Regions from separate parts of the Columba livia genome. Here region 1 is linked to region 2. A link is a contact called in public Hi-C data. All regions are on one chromosome and are shown on one strand. The core of a region is the stretch at or near the end of the contact, and the rest is flanking DNA. Distances in the headings are between cores, read along the strand shown. Region 1 overlaps CFAP44 (cilia and flagella associated protein 44). Region 2 has its middle 27 kb from the start of NEPRO.

Region 1 (4,886 bases), core at 421-2,920, 130 kb before region 2:
GGAGTATTTGGTTAATGGGGAGATGCCCAGTGACTTCTCTGAGGCTTTGGTATTTACCAACCAGTCCTTAGAGTATCTGCAGAAGAGAATTGTGGAACTGCGTAAGGAAAAGATAATGCAAAGAGAGACCTATAAGAAGGCCCAGGAGCAACATAAGCAGCTTATCCAGGACAAAAAGGAGATGAAGATAAAAATTAGACGTGAGTAACAAAGACTCTGAACAACACAGTATACTAGTGCTTATTCTGTCCCCCTTGCTGTCTTCACACTCGCCCAGCTGTCACAGCTGGGCACTGCAGAAAATAAAACAGAAATAGCAGATCGAGTGGACTGTTTGGATGAAGTACTGGTAGTTTGCCAGCACTGCAAAGTCATTAGGCTGTGTGAAATAATTTGGGAACTTAGTATAAGGAGAGCTGATGGACATGAGACACTGGAAGTCAGGACACACGATTGCTATTTCTGGCTGTACACCAGAACTGCTAGGGAAAAAGTGCTTTCCCCAAAACTACATAAGCTTTTTTTTGGCAATTTCCTCCTCTGTGTAACACAAGAATGAAACAGGCCCTATTTGAAACACTTTCACAAGGACCAAACCCAGAGATGTGTCTAGCACCACCAAACCTCTGGAGATCCTATATAGCCCAGTGTGGGAGTAGCATACTAGGACTGGCTTAGAGTGTGGCTTAGTGACCACACAGACATGGGCATGGGCAAGGACAAAAGGCAATATGCAGTTGTAAGCTCCGTGTGGTTTTGTGTGAATTATTTATTACAGAGCAAATACCAAAGAGCTCAGACAAAAAACTGGGGGTAAGGCGGAAATTCTTATTAACCAGTGAAAGACAGTGCTGCTCTTTGTGCCATGCCTCTTCTGCTAGAACTAGAAGAAAAGTGCAATCATCTGATGATGAAGAAGTTTGGCCGGATGGTTGATTTTGAAGCAGTTCAAGCACACACTGTTAACATACGTGTGGAAGAGTTGGAAGTAGAAATAATGGAGAAAGAATACATGCAGTCCCAGGAGCTGAAAGAGTGGGAGGTAAGGAGCAGGAAAAGAAAGAAGTCATATGTGTTGCGATGATCTGTTATGGCTTTGTTTCCCTGGGACTGAAGAGTTACACTAAAATATTTTGTGAATTTTTTTTTTTAATACGTCATTAATAGACTATAATGTCCAACCCCCTTTTCCTACCATCATTCCTACCCCTGCTCCAGTTGCTGATGCACATCCTATTCTCTTACGGAGCTAGCTACTGATTTTTCCTCAAATACATCTTTTTGCTTTGGTCCCCGTGTTAAGTTCTTCCAGACTACCTTCCTTTGGTTTTCAGCTGACATTTGGCACTTACTTCCTCCTCCCACTGCCTTTGGTGACAAACTATTTGCTTACAGGCAGCCCTCACTCATGCCTGGGATGTTGGTCTGTGCAGTCTGAAGTTCATGTGTCTCTCTGGGTTGGGGCCTAAGGCTCAACTACTGTGGTGCAAACAGGCAACACGCTTATGCTGCTCTTATAGAGGGCACATATGGAAGTACTATGTACCTAATGGCTTTCTCTTTCCCACACTTTCGCCTAACTGCTTTACCTACTTAGGCATTTGCATTATTTAAAACAGATGATGATAGAATGCACTAAAGTTACTGTGGGAATCAGGTGGTGTATGCAGGATCAGCCTGTTGTTTACCCCTCTTCTGTGACACTTCTGTTGTGATTTGCACTTCTTCCCCGCTTCACACTTTTTGTCCTCTCTCACCCCAGCTCAACCTTTTATGTATTTCTAGGAAAGAATCTTACACCTGCAGCAGCAGCTAATGAAACTCACACAGGAAAACACCAGCAAGCTGCAGCAGCTGGAAAAGTTTTACTTTGAAACACAGCAACTTGAAACTGAGCTGACTTCACTAAAGAATGATCTGGTAAGCCTTTTAGTGACCATAATACCTGCAGGTTTGGGACTGGTCAGAAAGGGGCAGGGGATCATCTGGCCCTCACCAGCTCTTGGGTGTTGCATCCTGCTCTGCAGGTCGGCAGTTCGGGCTAATATTGCAGAGTGGCACAGGCCGAATGGCTGCTCCAGATCTTGTAGACAGGGAGATGAATGAGCTGATCCTGAAGCAGGCCATAACTGAGTTTTTCCATAATTCTTGCTTAGCTACTTTCTAATATCGAAACAAACCCATTTCTAATTAAAATAACATCTTGCAGCAAGTAAAAATTACTCCTTTATTACATGGAAACAGCCAAATAAATGTTTTCTTTGCTCTGTGTTATGGAATAAGGCAGCCACCTGTGACAGCCTGAGTTAGTGGTCCCTCACTCTGACTTCCAAGTAGTTCTGACTGAGGAATGGAGAAGTCACGAAGCTGTCCTGCCTTTTGGAAAGCTTCACTTTCCTGCTTGAAATGAAATAAATTCCCATTGTTCATTCTCCAACGTTTTACAGGAGAGATTTTTTTATTCTGCTTACAGGGAGCAGAATTTCATGGCCCCCAAACTACTGACATCAAAAGGAAGGCCAAGCTGCAGTCACGGGTCGAGCACATGGCTCATGACACAGCCCTCCTAAGAGAAGAAATCCATCTCCTAAACAGAACAGGTGAGTGCTTTAGAGGACAACTCCCTCCCCTTAGCGGAAAAGATGAGTGCCTCTTTCTACAGTCACCTTCAGCATCGCAGGACTCAGAGACAACAATGGCATCATTCCCTGCTCTTACACCAGAAACAGTAATCAGCAGTCCAAGTCTCCCTTAAAAACGGACATGGCTAACTGTGGTGGTAGTCATAACTGGAAGTGTGAAACGAATCGCTTTGGCTATACAGGGGTTTAGTTGTAAAGGGTTGTAATTGTTTCCCCTAACAAAATATGACTGTAGTGACACATACAGAATAAAAAAGTGCAAATACAACCAGTGAATGCTGTTATCTGTCCATTGCAGAGATTTGCACTGGGCAGAAGCCCTGTGTGTGTGCAGATGTGTATGTCTGTTCTTCAGACGAGTGGCTGTTGAAAGCTGGATATGAGTTTCACACAGGCGAACGTAGCTTTCGTACCTGTGTTCTCAGAAATGGGAAGAGAGGTGTGTCTTCAAGGGTGCGCTTTGTTATTTACTGAACATCCTGGCAGCAACAGCACTTCTCTAGTTAGAGTCAAGGGAAAAGTGCTGTTTGTTTGGAGAAAGCAAAGGCACATTTCTGCTCAGGGCCTACAGTGCTCAGGTGGGTATGGAGCCAAACAAATACTTTCGCACTTTGCCTCTGCTCTGTAGCAGTAGAAAGTGTAGCAAGTGCAAAGTCAGCCTGTAATTCCACTGGCTTGCACCTGCCTGATCAGAATGAGAGCAAGCCAGGTTCTGTACGTTTTCAGGTCTTATTATTTTTTGCCCCTGGCATTTGGTACGGCAGCCGTGTGTGCCCGTTTACAGCACTTACCCTGCCTTACTGTGGAAACTTCCTTCATACCTGAAGCAGAGGGGGCGTGTTGTGTTGCTCTCCCAGTGCAAAGCTTCTGGGGGTCCATGGGGAGGCTGTGGGTTTGTTGCTAAGATTTAATTAAATTGTCTGAACAACCTGCAGCTGCCCTTCCTCCCCACTCCCTGCCTTTTGCCAGTGCTCAGCCAGGACCCAGCCAGAGCCCAGCCAGCCACAAGAACTGCTCCTGCTGGCCCAAACACAATTGAATGCAGCTTTTTTTTTTGGTGGGTTCCTATGAAGGTGCTGAGCATCCTCTTTTTCCTTAAGGAGAAAACCCCACCCTTACCTACAGGCATGGATGCTGAAAGCTTTTGAAGCTGGAAAACTACAGGATGGGGGTGGAAAATAAAGAAACAACATTTGCAGAGGTTTGGGTGTCTATCATCTGCTTCTCCCCCCATCACCAAACTCATGCAGCTGTCCTTGGAGATACATGAAAATTTCTTCTCGCTGTGCTCCCCACTGGAAGTTTTATGTCGCTGAACTGACACAGGCAGCAGGTGTCCCTCTTCTCCTGAGCTCAGCCTTAAGAAGAATTATGTCAGTGGCTATCTGAAAAACTGAAACCGCAGGAAAAGGTCACCTTTCCCCAGGTGTCCTGCTTGCTGTATGTCTGTAAGTGAAAAAAGAGTAGATACCTCTGTGGGAGGATTTAGCATATACAGGCAGCCACAGAAATGACTAAAGCCTTTATTTTAGATGTTAAAGCGTGGGTTTGTCTTTACAGATAAGCGGCTGCAGATGGTGTGTATGTGAAGGGTTGATGAGGCAGAGTGCATAACTCCAGTCCATTCACAGGAGTGTGTTCCTGGGACAAACCTTCCTGTGGGGGAGAAGAAAAGATCTTTTTGACAGCGGTGTCTTTCACGAAGGCCCCACTGCAAGAGGGTGGTGGCAGCTCTGTTTGGACCCGTGTCCTGTGACCTCTCTTGTGCTGCTGTTTCAATCCTGTGATCTGATGAACAGTCCAGTGCCACGGATAGCTGCTGCCGTGTTTCTTGGGCCCTCCTGTGACCTTGTTGAGGATGCCTTCTGTCTCCATAGCATTATAAAAGGCACATATACATCTATATACAAGTGCATAAATATATAAATAGGGGTGTTATACAAAAATAAATACCCATTTTCTGTTTCTCTTTAAAATAAGTCTTTTGCAAAAGGCAGCTTGGTCACTAGCTGGTGGGAGAATGAGTCTCTAAGGGCCTCAGTGGTGGCGGGCTGCTGTTCAGATGTCTTGGTAGGTCCTGACCCAAAGATGCGATCACTGGATTCTGGGGATGGAGATCTCCTCTGGATTGGCAGCAATCTAGTCTTTCTACCTCTTCAACTGGCACTAGGCCTAGGCAGCAAGGGCTTCCTGAAAGGGAAAGGAGCAAGAAACAATTATGATGCATCCAGACATGACAGATGC
Region 2 (5,003 bases), core at 2,475-4,974:
ATGTCAATCTAGGTCCTGTCCTGTCTGTGCCCCCCACATTCCAATTTTCACCTGCAGCTGGACAGCTGAAGAAGTCCTAGGTTTCCTTGACAGCAGCCAAAATATCAGTGAGTTCTTACTTTCTCTTCATACTAACTCAAAACGGATAGCTACTGAAAGTAAAACACAAACTCTATCCCAGGGAAGACACGGCGTTTTCTCAGTATTCTCATATTAAATCCAAAACAAAAGACCATGCTAGCAACAAAGGAGAAAACATTCTAACTGCATGGAGAATTACCTTGATTTCAGCTAAACCAGTACAACTTGGTAACGATTAGCCTTAAGAAGACCAAGGATAAGCACAACAAGCTTTTAAGTTCATGAAAGATTGAAGCAAGGGAAGAAACGCACTGGCCAGCTCTACTTGCTCAAAATTGAGAGGTTAAGAAATAATAACAGGCTTAAACTGCAGTAAGAAAGATTCAAACTTGATGTTACAAAAAATATCAGGGCAAATAGATGGAAGCAATTCACAAAGTGCCTCGGCATGAAGCTTCTCAAAGTGGAGAGCTTCAAGAACAGGTTGGATAGCTGTCAGGAACGACAGAGGTATCCTGTCCCAGGGATCTGGTGGGGGAACAGAGATTTGGGGGTAGTCAGCACCTCTTCTAGTGTAGGCTGACTGAGGAAGAGGGCCAGGAAGGGTGTAAGTGGAGAACCTTGATAGGAGGATTCAGTGGGACAGCCAGTGAGGAGTGCTAGGATGTTTCTCCTTCCGCCTTCCTCAGTTCGCTCCTCAAAACTCCCTTTCTCCTCTGCACAGGACCTGTTCCCACTTACTCCCCTTGTAGTCCCTTATCTGCAGTAGGTGTCACTGATCTTTTGGCAATTCCCCAGCTGCTGCTGCACACCTGAAGGGCAGGAGGGGCCAGTCCATCCTAACCTTGCCCTGGGGAGATGAAGCGAAGGATGCAGGGCCAGATGTGAGAGCAGTGAAAATCCTGGAGACAGGGCTTGCTGCTCCCCGTGCCATGGGTCGAATGGGGTGGGGAAACAGCTATTGCTGCTGCTAAAGGAATCTCCCTGCAGCCAGCTCTGCTGGTTGTGACAGGAATGAAGAGATATGTCTCCAGGAGGTAAGAAACCAGTGGTTTGCCTCCAGGCTTCCCCAGCAGCAACCAGCACCTGTCTCCTCTGGCCTCAGCAAAAAGATCATAAGTCTGGCACCCAAGGCAGCTGCCCATGTTGCCTGTGCCTTAGGACATGTCCCAGTGCAAGGGGTTTTTCTCGTAAGAGGCAGTACAGTAAATATCAAAGCCAATCTGCATCCCTTGCCTGATCTTAACAAGGTTCTTACCCTGTACTACAGGGCAGCAATGTAAACAGAAGATGACTGGTAACCACAGGAGAGATAGGTAGGATGATAAATTGAAGACTAGAGAACTGAAAGTTACCGTTGTGTTACTTCTGTTCCATGAAAACCTGCATTTGTAAATGGAATTGCACTATGGAGAAGCACAGGTTTAGGAGTAAAAGATATTATAAGCTCACATATTACCCCTGCATGGCAGAGTAGGGCTTGTTAGGTGTTTATATGCATAAATAAGTTGCAGGCACATCGCTTCCATCAGTCATGACCACTTTTTCCCCCGTGTTCCCATCCTAAATTCAAATTGTGCCCTACACTCTGCCCTGACCTCTGAAAGGTGCTGTTATTTGGGATGAGAACAAAATCATTCCCCACTGACAGGATGGCATAGACTCAGCATTTCAGCTGGTAAGTGGCAACTGAATCACTTGGAACTGCACGTATATGCTATACACCAGGATCTACAGCACACTCTTGAAAAAATCCAAGTCCAAGACTGAATGTAAAGCTAGGCCCTTAAATATTTAATATTAACTCTAACAATCAACAGAAAACTTACCATAAGATTTTCAGCTTGTGTAAACTGGCTGATTTAGATTGAAACTAACAGTGCCAGCACATCAAGTAAGCAACCTGGCCCTATGAGCCCACAGAATCTAATCTAATCTATTTACTTTCAAAAAAAGATTGATACTAAGTGTTTTCCTGGCATTTTGGGTGTTCACAGGTGATTTGTTCAACGGTAGTCTCACGTGCATTGCTAATTATTAGTAATAAGAATTTTGCATTGCATTAGCAACTCAGGAGAAATGCACTTGCTAGTATATTAGACTTCTCTTTCCTTGTATATTTTTACTGGAAAAAACCATCTCTGGGTATTTATTTTCATTCAGTTGAACACTGGAGATATACACAGAAGGACCATGACACCCTATGTGCAGCAGACTGTGTCTCTATGGGTCAAATCCTCTTCTAGTGTCAATCCAGCATTCAAAATCAATGGAGGTGCAATGATTTCACAGAACATAGGAACCGGGTCAAACAATCCTTGTCCCACATTTCCACCTTGCAGCCCACGTCCAGATGCATGGCATAGCGCTGTCCCCTGTGCTTTGCCTTTGGCATCAGCAATGTATGCTTTGTTACTGTGCAATTTGTTAGCCTCGACTCCTTTCGGGCCCCTGTCTCCTCATGTGTTGGGGTAAATAAGTGCAGGGTAAAAAAACCCTTGTGCAGCCAGGGGAAATGACAAATGCTTTCTCAGTGGCAGGAGTGGCCCCATTGTCAGAAATCAGAAGAATCACTTCCTGATTACAGTAGCCTTCAGATACATTGATCCAACTTCAATCCCCAAATAAAGATTCTGGAAGTGATATGTTGGCTATTCTGTTTTGTTGCCTGACCAACCACTCGAGAGCAAGAATGCAGCTCCCAGAGGTGCGACACAAGGACTTGAAGAGGTTGGCTGTATTTTCTTCCACTTAAGACTAGGAGAGGTGAATAGCTGGTGAAAGTGGGGAGGAGAGTGATGGCTTTGGAAACTGCAAGGCCCTCTGCCTATGTGGAACAGCTTTGGTACAGCCAAAGTTTCAAGCCTGACCTTGCCCTCCCTGACCTGTCAGTAACCTCAGCCCTGACCTTGGAAGGACCACCCTTCCCTTGGGGGAAGAACACTTTAGTGAATGGGGAAAAATTTGAGTGGAGATCAGGTCAAGGTTATTTTAGTCCCCAGGAGAAGACGGACTGGGAGGCATGTAAAAGCTTGATGCCCTTCTGATGCTTTGGTATTCACAGTGCAGCAACTTCATGGTGCTCACACAGCAGTAGCCCCAAGCATGGTCTCTTACTGACCAACTCATTACATTTCTTCATTGATGCCTCTTGCCTCCTCTGCTGAGTACCCATCTTCATTGCCTTTTAGATACCGTGACAACAGTCAGACCGTATTCCTGACGGAATCTATTGAGTCTCTCCCTCTTCAAAAGCCACCAATATCCAAAACAGGCTCTTTCTAGACCTGAAATACTTCAGCATCATGAGCCCCAAACCCAACTTGTAGTTCTCCGCTTCCCCCTGTGAGGAAATCAACCCTTTCCCTAGGAGCTGCCTCCCTCTGCATTCCCTTTCTCATAACCAGCCATCCTTCACTGTCCTGTTTCTGTAAAACACTCAGCAGACACAGCAGCTGGGGGGCAGGGATGGAGGGGCTGGTGGAAGCCACTCAGATTTCACATTTATTTAATAGCTGTGGCTGTGCTTGTTTGATTTATCTTCACACATACGTTTGACAGATATGGTCTCATAAAAACTCCACAGAGTAAAAACACCAAAAGGGCCTGCAGCCATGCTGTGTTAGCACACAGCCTGGCTCCAGCTCCACAGCTAAGCAGAGATCAAGCTTGCTGCAGCTGGCAACACTGCTTGGATGGGAAATCTTTGAGTTTGTAATGCCCAAAACGCAGGGTGCTCAAGGGTGGCTGGACCCGAGTTCCCCAGGTGGCGGTGTCTGGGCAAAAAAGAAAAGAGGTCCTGATTTCCTCTTATCTTGAAATATTCCACTGCATTTTATATAAATTGCTTCATTCAAATAATCTTACATTTGGGTACCTAATCTCATCGTACCCCCAAATGCTGTGAGATGCAACTGTGTCAAAAAAAATTTGAGAAAGTTTATGATTTTTATAGCACTCCCCAAAAAACCCCTCTCTGAAGTCACAGCAATTAAAGAGTAAGCTTGCTTCACCCTTACCTTACAAACTTGCTGTATTTGTAGTATTCATAACATTCCCTTAGTATTCATAACATTCCCTTAAAAAACCTTATTTAATTAATTGGATTCATACTGTCATGGTTCCGATAAACACATTTTCACTGGAGTGGAACTGTGCCTTTGTACAATTTCTGCACAAAGTGGCTATTATATAGTTTGGGATATAGGCTCCACAAACCACAAACAGCTGTAACACATGCATATTTCGTAGTGGCTTTTTTAAACAGGCGCACACCTGAAACTCTCATTCCCAGCATCAAGAGAGGCAAAGTGAAAAAGCTGTAAATGAAGTCACAAGAGTGTTAATGTTGCTCAAAGGTAGGACCCCAACTGCATTCAGGTGCTGTTTTATTATGCATGTAAATAACAATCCCCCCATCTCAGAGCTGGCAGCCAAGCCTGGAAGAAGCAGCTCAGGGCAAAAGTGAAAGATCCTGTGTTACAACTTGCTGCTGCGGTGGCTGGTTCATTTCTTTGTACATTATTCCCTTGTATAAAATAATGTTCTCGGTACTCACCAGTCACACAGAGATAGGACAGACCTTGCTCTGTTAACAAAAGAGAATGTGAGGGCCTGTGCATGTGGCCTACGATTATCTTGGTTGGTTAAAACCACTGAAGATCAATGTGAGGAATCACAATTGCTTCTCTGTGGGCAGATAAGATACTTCTGGTTCCCCTTCTCATTAGGGATGATTTTTCCCAGCTATAGAAATACCTTTTTTAGGTAAAGAACTAAGAAGGATGCAATATAAGTTTGGAACCCTCAGGTTTTCCTGACTTTGGGTAACTTGCTTTTATTTATGGATATATCCTCTATCACTGACCTCCTAGCTGTGACACTGGGTCAGTGATCCTCTTGGTGCCTTTACCCACCCAGTT

The links. Hi-C and Micro-C count contacts between places; a contact is called where the count stands out from the background.
Region 1: a contact with region 2 is called in a Hi-C map of liver, with 2.3 times the contacts expected there. The contact joins two enhancer-like sites. A contact is called at or near these places in 2 of 2 Hi-C or Micro-C datasets (crop and liver).

Annotation. Positions count from the first base shown.
Region 1 is chr1:74,285,070-74,289,955 of bColLiv1.pat.W.v2, reverse strand. CFAP44 (cilia and flagella associated protein 44) reads left to right here. Exons shown (of 34, transcript XM_021299753.2): 31 at 1-200; 32 at 882-1,042; 33 at 1,786-1,920; 34 at 2,474-2,910. The coding sequence ends at 2,755. BOC (BOC cell adhesion associated, oncogene regulated) reads right to left here. Exons shown (of 19, transcript XM_065062822.1): 19 at 4,150-4,832. The coding sequence ends at 4,648. Among named protein-coding and RNA genes, the nearest start is that of CFAP44, 44 kb to the left of the region's middle. Within about 2 kb of position 1,670, at least 2 of the 3 cell types and tissues checked have an H3K27ac peak away from gene starts, as active enhancers do.
Region 2 is chr1:74,160,007-74,165,009 of bColLiv1.pat.W.v2, reverse strand. No RefSeq gene overlaps it. Among named protein-coding and RNA genes, the nearest start is that of NEPRO, 27 kb to the right of the region's middle. Within about 2 kb of position 3,724, at least 2 of the 3 cell types and tissues checked have an H3K27ac peak away from gene starts, as active enhancers do.